2 separate regions of the Gossypium hirsutum genome follow, and region 2 is linked to region 1. Evidence: chromatin contacts called from public Hi-C data. All regions are on one chromosome and are shown on one strand. The core of a region is the stretch at or near the end of the contact, and the rest is flanking DNA. Distances in the headings are between cores, read along the strand shown.

Evidence for each region. Hi-C and Micro-C count contacts between places; a contact is called where the count stands out from the background.
Region 2: a Hi-C map of leaf shows a contact between it and region 1, with 4 times the contacts expected there. The contact joins the promoter of LOC107958514 here to the promoter of LOC107896896 in region 1. A contact is called at or near these places in 8 of 34 Hi-C or Micro-C datasets (callus, hypocotyl and leaf).

What each region holds. Positions count from the first base shown.
Region 1 is chrA11:28,466,602-28,471,030 of Gossypium_hirsutum_v2.1, reverse strand. It overlaps LOC107896896 (probable galacturonosyltransferase-like 1), which reads right to left and starts at 2,083. Exons shown (of 1, transcript XM_041081775.1): 1 at 368-2,083. The coding sequence starts at 1,884. The coding sequence ends at 829.
Region 2 is chrA11:28,803,919-28,808,576 of Gossypium_hirsutum_v2.1, reverse strand. LOC107958514 (BEL1-like homeodomain protein 4) reads right to left here and starts at 1,797. Exons shown (of 6, transcript XM_041081778.1): 1 at 1,681-1,797; 2 at 1,319-1,570; 3 at 1-1,022. The coding sequence starts at 943.

The DNA.
Region 1 (4,429 bases), core at 834-3,333:
TTAAACTATGCTAAAAACCTAATTGAATAGATAGATATGATCGTGAAAACCTGAAGCAATTTTACCATTGGAGTAGCTAGATTTAATATTTTTTTATATTATAAGTAGAAATAGAGATTATTTAAAAAAAAATAAAGAAAATGTAATTAAATGGGAAAAGTAAAGCTAGCTGGTCCATCAAATATCAATCTCAAGAATTTAGTCAAAGTATGAAAGGTACATGTCCAGCTTTGGCAGGACAGTAACAACCCCCAAAAGTAAAGGAGAGAAATTAGAAAATAAAGAACCATAAATAATAAAAGTTTGAATAGTAAATTATTTGTACCCATTACTATGTATCCCATGATAAAGCTTCCTCTTCAAATTTAGAAACTGCAAGAATTATTTAGGTAGTAGACAAACTGGGCACTGTTAGAAAATGGAAACCAATTACTGAACATGTATATTGTCTTCAACAACCTCATGATTTTAACAATCAAGCAGCAATTGAAATTAAAAAGAGAAGATGAACATAAAATTTGAAATCAATTTGTTCTTCTTGATCTATAGCTTTAGTTGTTATATATACTGTTTTCAATTACATAGATGGAAAAGAAAACAAAAAGTAGATTGTAGTAAGATTGTTAAAGCTCTGTTGTATAGTCTATGAACATTGAAAACCTCCCCCCCCTCCCCCCCAACATTTGCCACCATCTGCAAGAGAGAAACATCTTAATTTTACACTCAAATCTATGTTGTGTGTATGTTCTATGGCCTCATCCAACTAAAAATCTCAGGCCTAGATATGAAAACATAATCATATATAAAAATAATTAAGATACCAAAATTTTAGGACTCCAAGGCAAATGGTGTTTGCAGCAGATCATACGGAGCCCATAAAGCATCCAAAGGACAAGGTCTGTTTGCATCTAATCTCACCCATGGCTTCCCTTTCCCACTCCAATGCAGTAAGCTAACTGGACCAGGATGCAAATTTCTACACAATCCTCTATAGTTATCTCCTCCGAGGCCATGTTGGTTCCACCGGTGATCAACAGGAGCTATATTCCCTGCAAAGACAAGCAAAAACGGTGGCAAGGACCCTAACTCATAGATCCTTATTCTCTTTTGAAGCTCCATCCATTCTATAATCTTGGTAGTGTAATCTCCTTGTCGCCATCTTTGCAAATCTATCACCATTACCCCAGTGTTGAAATAACAGGCTTTGCGTCCGGCAAATGTTAGAGATAACGTTGGGTTTGACCAGAAGGTTGGGGTGAAGTAGGAAGTGAAGTTGGCGTTGCAATACTCCGGTGCAGCTAAAACCGAGCGGTCTCCGAGCGGCGTCGCGGCGAGTTTAGCAATGTCGTCGACGAGGACGAGGTCGGAGTCTAAGTAAACGACTCGGCTGAGACACGGTGGGAGGAGGTTGGCGAGGTAGTTGCGGGCATAGTTGAGAGGGCAGTCAAGCGCTGAGCGGATGGAGGTGGAAATGAGTCCTGACACCTTGGAGGAGTCGTATGGGTAGATTTGGAACTTGAGGGAAGGGAAAGAGCGGGAGATTGTGAGGCGGAGGTGGTGGTGGTTGGCGGTGGCGGAGGGGATGAAGTGGAAGCGGATGTTTTGAGGGCAAGAAGAGTGCTGGAGGGCGGAGAGAATGGCAGCCATTGACCCACGTAAGTAGGCAGCGTCTAGGGTCATTGCAACATGGACAGCTTGGTGGGAGCACATTTCATTGGTGTCCAAGGAAGGGCAAGCGGGAGAGTTGTAAAACTGTGGAGCTTCTTTGAATCTTTGATAATTAGTGGTAGTGGCGGAGGCAGGGGCAGAATTGGTGGCAGTGATGAGGAGGAAGAGGAGGAGAAGAAGGTGGTGTCGGTGGAGGTGATCATGTGGTTTAGGCATTTTGTTGGAGGGAATCCAAGAGGATATTGGAAATTAAGAAAGGGCTATAAAGTGTTTAGACTACGTTTATTAACCTTTTAAGAGTGGGGGCGGGGACGGATCCTTGGTTCCCACGGTGCCAAAAAAGGGGTGATGCAGCCACCCAAAGTAAAGGTTTTTGAAACAATTCAAACTCTCAAGTCTTCGGCTTCACATTTGCTTGTTGCAAAATTTTTTCCCTTTTTATAAAGAAAAAGATCGCATATTGAAAATGAAGCAACATATATTTAAATTTTAAATCTTAAAAATAATCATATGAATCTATTAAATTAATTAAAACCATATATTTACCTTCTTCTTTAATGCTCCTTGTATTGATTGACATAATTACAAAAATTGCAGTCAAGTCAGTTGGTGATTTATATGGTAGTAGGGTTTAATGAGTACAAATATGGTAGCAAATCAAGTCATTACGATATAGTTTCCGTTTTATGGTAAAATATGGAATGTCTTTCATTCAAGATTTCCTAATTAAACATGGTAAGGTTGGGAAAGAAAATACGTTAAAACTAGCTTTTTTACTGTATCTAGAACCCATAATGTCAACATTCTTTCTCCAATTTTCTTGGTTTTCATTCCTTTTCACCATATAAAAAAAAATAGACAAAAAGGGCAGATTGTAGTTAACTTGAATTTACAACGACGTATTATCAACGATCTAGTTGAGCCATCCGCGTCTAGAGAAAGCCCTAGCACAAGAGTTTTTGCCTTCAATCTAAGGATTTGCATGTTCAGCGTAACAAAAAAACAAAATATTAAAAAAAAAATAGTATTATTTTATTCTTTTGGTCTCTAATTTGATCCACATATTCCGTGAAAAATTAAATGCAGAAGCTTACCGGTGTCCTAAAGTTATTATCAAGGCAACGTCGTCCAGTCCAGGTGGCTGCAATATGTGGGTCCATAGAGTGCCACCTAAGCAAGTCATAGGTAATTATTAAAGACAAAACGGAAGTTCACTTTTGTTAGGAGATAGGGACATAGAAACCAAGAAATTGGTGGGAAATGCTTCTCTTAACTAAACATTTTGCCTTCCCTCTCACTCTCGCCTTATCTAACTTCTTCTTGTGTTCTGTCACGAGTATGTGACCTAACATGGGCTCCGACTTCCCATAATTACTAAAACCGTCCACTTCTATTTTATTCTTTTTTGAAAATTACATGCCCATATTCACCATGTTCCATAATAATATCTCCCTTTTTCCTGTATCATATAATATAATGTTATGAAAGCCATCGTTTGTCATATTCGCAAGAATCCAATAAGCCTTTCCAAGTGTTGATTATTATTTCATACATCTTTGATATTTTAAAGTATTATTGCAATTTAGAGAAAAAATGAGTTACACAAAACTTGTAACTTGATTTTCTTGGCCAACATAAAGCTTCTTACCTAATTGGCCTTAATTTATATTATATGCTTACAAGATTAATATGAAAAGGTAGGTAACACAATATATGGGCTAGCTACTTTCGAATTCCATTGTACTCAAATGAGTTAGTTGCCGTTAGTTATTAACACAAAGGATGTGAGTGGGACATGCATGGTTCCCTCTTTCATTAATAGAGTTTACACGAAGCAATTAATAAATTAATAAATAAATAAATAAACCGAAGGCAAAGCTTTGCATGTGCTACACATGACAAACCCCCTATTTCTCTCCACACGATGACCCCAGCCTTCTTAATTAAACACCCCTCTTCTTTATTCTTTGATTAGAACCCCTTCGAATTTCTTCTCTGGATCTTTGATATAAAAAGGAAAAAAAAAAAGTTGAACCTCATGCAATCATGCTACCCTTTTCAACCGACACTGACAACCTTCTGCTGTCGGCACTGCCATCTCTCACCCCTTTATTTTGAAAATTAAGTTTCGAATCTTACTTTTTTTTCTTTAAAATAAATAAAGAAATTACGACTGAATCGTTGAATATGGAATCAAACGTTTCGACCTAAGCCACACGGTTTACCCCCAGAATGTGAAGATGATAGTTGAAAAAGAAAAAAAAGGAGTAAAAGGGGTCAGCTTCAAGCGGCAATCCCCATAGTTTCACTCACTCTCAGCTCTCAAACTGAGATTTGTCTTCGTAAAGTGAGGTTTCGTATAATATTTTCATATATTTTACCGGCACATAATTTGTATTTAAATAATATTAACGAGTGCCAATACGCAGGTTTCTATCTACAAAGTTCAAGCCCTACATTTTTAAATACTTTTTTCAACCTTTTTGTTTTCTCTATTTTGACTTTTCTAGCTAGTTAATATCATAAACTTCAGTATTTTTGTCTCATTTGATTATATTTTTAAATTTTAACTACTTGAGATCATGTTAAATATTCTCCTTTCATAGGTGGAACTTCAACCGTCCCTCCCCCCTCTCTATATAGACACAATCATAAATAAAATAAAATAAAAATAAATTACATATATAATCATTCAACTATAAAAAAAATTTTATTTTAAATACTCAAAAAAAAATTACAATTTAAGTATTCACGTTACATA
Region 2 (4,658 bases), core at 548-3,047, 340 kb before region 1:
CAGCCTCCAAGTGTTGCAAAGAAGATGATAAAGATAGTGAAAGACCTTGGCCTTCCACAACACTTCCAATTTCATTTTGGCTGCTGAGTTGGGAATCAGTGTTGTTGCCTCCTTCATGAGCACTACCAGGAACCCAAGTAAATTGAGGTGGAGATAGAACAGTACTTGTTCCGAAACCCCCTCCAGGACCTGATACGTTAAACCCTTGAAGAGAAGTAGATGGATTTGGAAGCAACATGTGAAGAGTATTAGAAGAAGTTGCTGGAGGAGGTGGAGGAGGAGATGGTGATCGTTGCTGCGGATTCATCAAGAAAAGATGCATGGCAGCTGCTGAGTCGGCATTAATGCTTGGTAGCTGCTGCTGCTGCTGATGCTGTTGAGCTAAACTGTCACGGGTAATGTGACTCTTTGATTCACCTAACTGTCCCAAACCCCCAACAACACCTTGCCTGTTGCTATACCACTCGTTGGTATTACCTTGGACTGGCCGGTGTGCTCGATAATTCGGCTGTACATGCTGGTCTAGTAACTCGGCCGAGGCAGTGGCGGCAGCAGCGGCAGCAGCCGCACCCGAAGGGAAATTGAACATTTCGGATAACATACCTGCGGTTTCATAAACAGGGAGAGAAGTTGATTCTTCCTCTTCTATCCCTACTAATGGTGGAGGTGGCGGCTCAAAGCCTTCAACTCTTAGTTTATCTCTCCGGATCTGCTGTTCTAAGTGCTGTTGCTGCTGCTTTTGGTGTTCTTGGTGGCTTACGGCTGATCTCTCGAATCCATTCGAGAAGCTGAAGATGCCAGCTGCTTGATGGTAATCTTGGGACATAGAATTAGTAGAATTGTTGCTCTTGTGTTGAATTGGGATTTGATGGTGAATTTTTTTAGAGGGTTGAGATTCTTGAGAAAGAATTGATGCGACGAGTGGTGGCGTTGCTATTCCCATATCAGCATCTTCTTCTTCATCATCATATCCTTTTTCTTTATTTACCTCTCTCCCTCTATCAAATTCCTTCACCTTCTTGCTGTTTCAATTATGAATCGGTAACCCACATAGAGAAACAAATAACACCCATCATAAAAAAACAAATCACTCTTATCAGGGGAAAAAAAAAGAACAAAGAAAAAGGAAAGATAGGAACAGAGAGGATCAAATTCTCTCAGTTAAGTGAAGGAAAAAAAGAAAAAAAACTGGTGTAAGGGATGAAACAAGTCTATGTTGATTATGTTTTGGATGTTTTTGTAACCCTTTTGATCATTTTCAGCTATATATGAGAGAGAGAGAGAGAGAGAGAGTGTGTGTGTGTATATATAGGCAGACCTTGTTAGAGTTGCAGCAGCATATGAAAGGATATAAAGCTCTTATAGCTAGACATATCCCTTCCGTGTGTTATTATTGAAAGATTCTTCAATTCCCTCCCTCCTTTCTTTTCATTTCCTTTCATTTGCTTTCTCACTGTGTATGTGTGTAGTCCTCCGTCTGTCGTCTCTTTCTTTCTCTTTCTCTCCTTTTCCTTCCTTGCAGTAGTGACTAGATATTATTTTTCACCTCTTGAATATTCCCCTGGTGAAACTATATGAATATAAGGGGAGAAAAGAAAAGAAGTAAGAAAGGAATGAAAATGGAGGCTGATCTGAGAAAAACAGATAATTCACTTTCACAACAAAACATATAGAAATAACCTTAGCCTCCTCAAAGACACAGAGGTGAGAGAAAATAAGAAACAAAAGGGTGGTCGCTATTCTTTTCTCCTTCACCACTTTTCACGCTGCCAATATTTTTATACTAATTATTATTATTATTTCCTTTTTTTTTCTTTAAATTCACAATTAGGTTTAATGAATCATAATCAAGGACTTGAGTTTTAGTTTATTAGATATATTTTCAATTTACAAAAATAACCTTAACTACAAATTTTAGATTGCGGGTATAAATTTATTATTCAACCCGGAGAAAAATAAAATGTAAAAAACCGAATAATTTGGGTAGATGTAGAAATTAAAAATGAATAAGGTTGAAAAAAAAGTCTGACTATTACTATAATTTTAATTGACACGCAAGCTATGGAATAAAAGAAAGATAAGGTTAGTACAAAGTCATCTCAATCATCTAAACTACCACCATCCTGTATATGGTAAAATGACTAAACTGCCCCAGTTGATTATTTTATATTCATCAACAGCAATAGTTGGTAAGGGTAAAAATATCATTTCGGGAAGCCATATTTTTTTTATTATCCAACTTTCTTTTGTATGAAAATAATAATAATAATAATAATAATAATAATATCTGATATTATAAATAAAACAATATAATCAAATGTTTAGCGGTTAATTGAAACAAATTTATAGGTGGAAGGCGTATTGTTTAGTGAATGAAATTATTTTTATGGCATTAAAGATGTTTAATAAAAATAAGATAGAAGGGCACGTGCCGAAGGCTGGCGATGAAGACAAGTTAGGTTTTATATAGGGGTTGTAAGGTCTGAAAACCACACTTAACTGCTTTCTGGTTTGGCAATGTCAAGATGGACATGTTTCATTAATCTTTTTCTTATGTCTTTTATTTTTCTACTTATGTTTACATTTTTATTTAAAAATCATCAGCTCCATTAAATTTGTAATATGCCTTCGCTTTCCTTTTTCTCGTATTTAAGATTAACTGTTAATACAAAAATCTTTATATTTTTAATCAAATATATGTTTGGATAGAGATTAATATTAGAAAGGAAATACAACTGTTATTGATTAATTACCAAATTCAGTTTTATTCTTATATTTTATTTTAAAACTATATATTATATTCTTAGCGTTGAATATATATATATTTATTTATTTATTTTTTATAAATATTTTACTATATTCTTAAACAATACTTGTCAACCCTTAATCTTATTTGTGATGTATATATCAAATTATTTTAACACTTAAATTATATATAATAGGTACCCTAATTTAATGAACAATGTTCCCTCAAACTTTGTCTAGATATATAAGTACCAAGGGATTTTCCATCATCTGAAAATGCTATTTAACTAATTAGTGTTTCAGCTAAGATTTGACAATATACAAAGTAACTTAATTTATTAGTTTTCTTGGTCTACACGTGTGGGCTTTTTATATTTGCAATGATTACCCAAAGAGTGAAAAAAAGAGAAACAGAAGAGCTGGAGACAATAATTGTTTAACAATAATTAACCTTTTATAGTTTCTAAAAATGTATACCTTTATTTTTAATTATTGTTATTTATCAATGATAATGATAAATTTTAAATTATATAAGAAAATATAATGTTAATTTTTTTAAAAAATTAAAATTAAAATAAAACAATCTGCATCAATTATAATAGTATTTCATGATAAATAGGAAATAAATTTAAACTAAATTAATAAACATATTTAATAAAAGTGATTGAAAAATAATTGGTGACACTTGATTTTCTTTTCAAAGCAAACTCACATATAATTCTAACACATTAATGCTAAAATATTCATTTTTTAGCAATATTTTTTTTAGATATTACTTGATTGAATACACCTAATTACTGAATGTTATTTTAATATTAAAAATATTAATTATTTTAATAAATTATTTAATATTTTAATTTTATTTTAATAATAAATTTTAAAATTAATAATTTTAAATAATATTCTTCACACATTATTGAAAATATTCAATATTAATATTTTAATAATAAATATTTATTACAATTATAAATATATTAATAATAAATATTTTGTAGTATAAAAGTTAAAATATGTCATAAGTCTATGTACTTTTCGCGAATTTGTAATTTAGTCTCTGTATTCTTATTTTCAAGAATTTAGTCCATTCAATTTTCAGATTTGAAAATCAAGTTCAATTGTTGATATTGACAATTTTTTTTGTCAATTTTGTTGATGTCACATTTTTTTTTAAAAAAAAACTCACTTGATAGTCATGTAACTCAAAAATGACATTGTAATGAACCTGAATTTAACAAAATATTTTTAATATATGCAAAACCAATGTAAAATATAAATTTATATATATAAGAAAAAGTGAATTAAACAATGAAAAGATAAGAAAATCTCAAATGTATATTTGTTTCATTGAAAATAGTTTTTATGAAATATTTTTAAGAAATTTTTCAAACAACAGAAAATATTTTACACAGATTCACTCAAACATCAGAAAACATTAACTTTTTCAGCAAAGTAAGTAATTTTCCGAAAACTATTTTTAGTAAAACAAACAGACCCTAAGAAGGGAAATATTTTGATTGAATAGCAGTATATATATAAGTGTAAAAAGTAGTCTTAATTTGAATGAATTAATAATTCAAGCTTTTGTTGTATACTTATATTTGATATGAGTATGATGTTGTTACTCTCATCCTTATCTTTAATATTGTATAAAAGAAAATTAAATGATGTAGAGGTCACTTTCATGTAATAATAAATGCAATGCTCCCAAAGTTCTGAACCCCAGCTGGTTATGTCTTTCTTTTTGTTCTTTAATCAATAATTCACCCCAAGGTTTTGGCATATATAGTTTCTTGAACTTCAAAAGTGTGTTAATATGATCTCGGACAGCATTACTATTATTTTGATGGCATCCTTTTTCTCTTCTTTCATATTTTAATGTGTAGATAGATTTTGCTGCAATATTTGCCACTAGA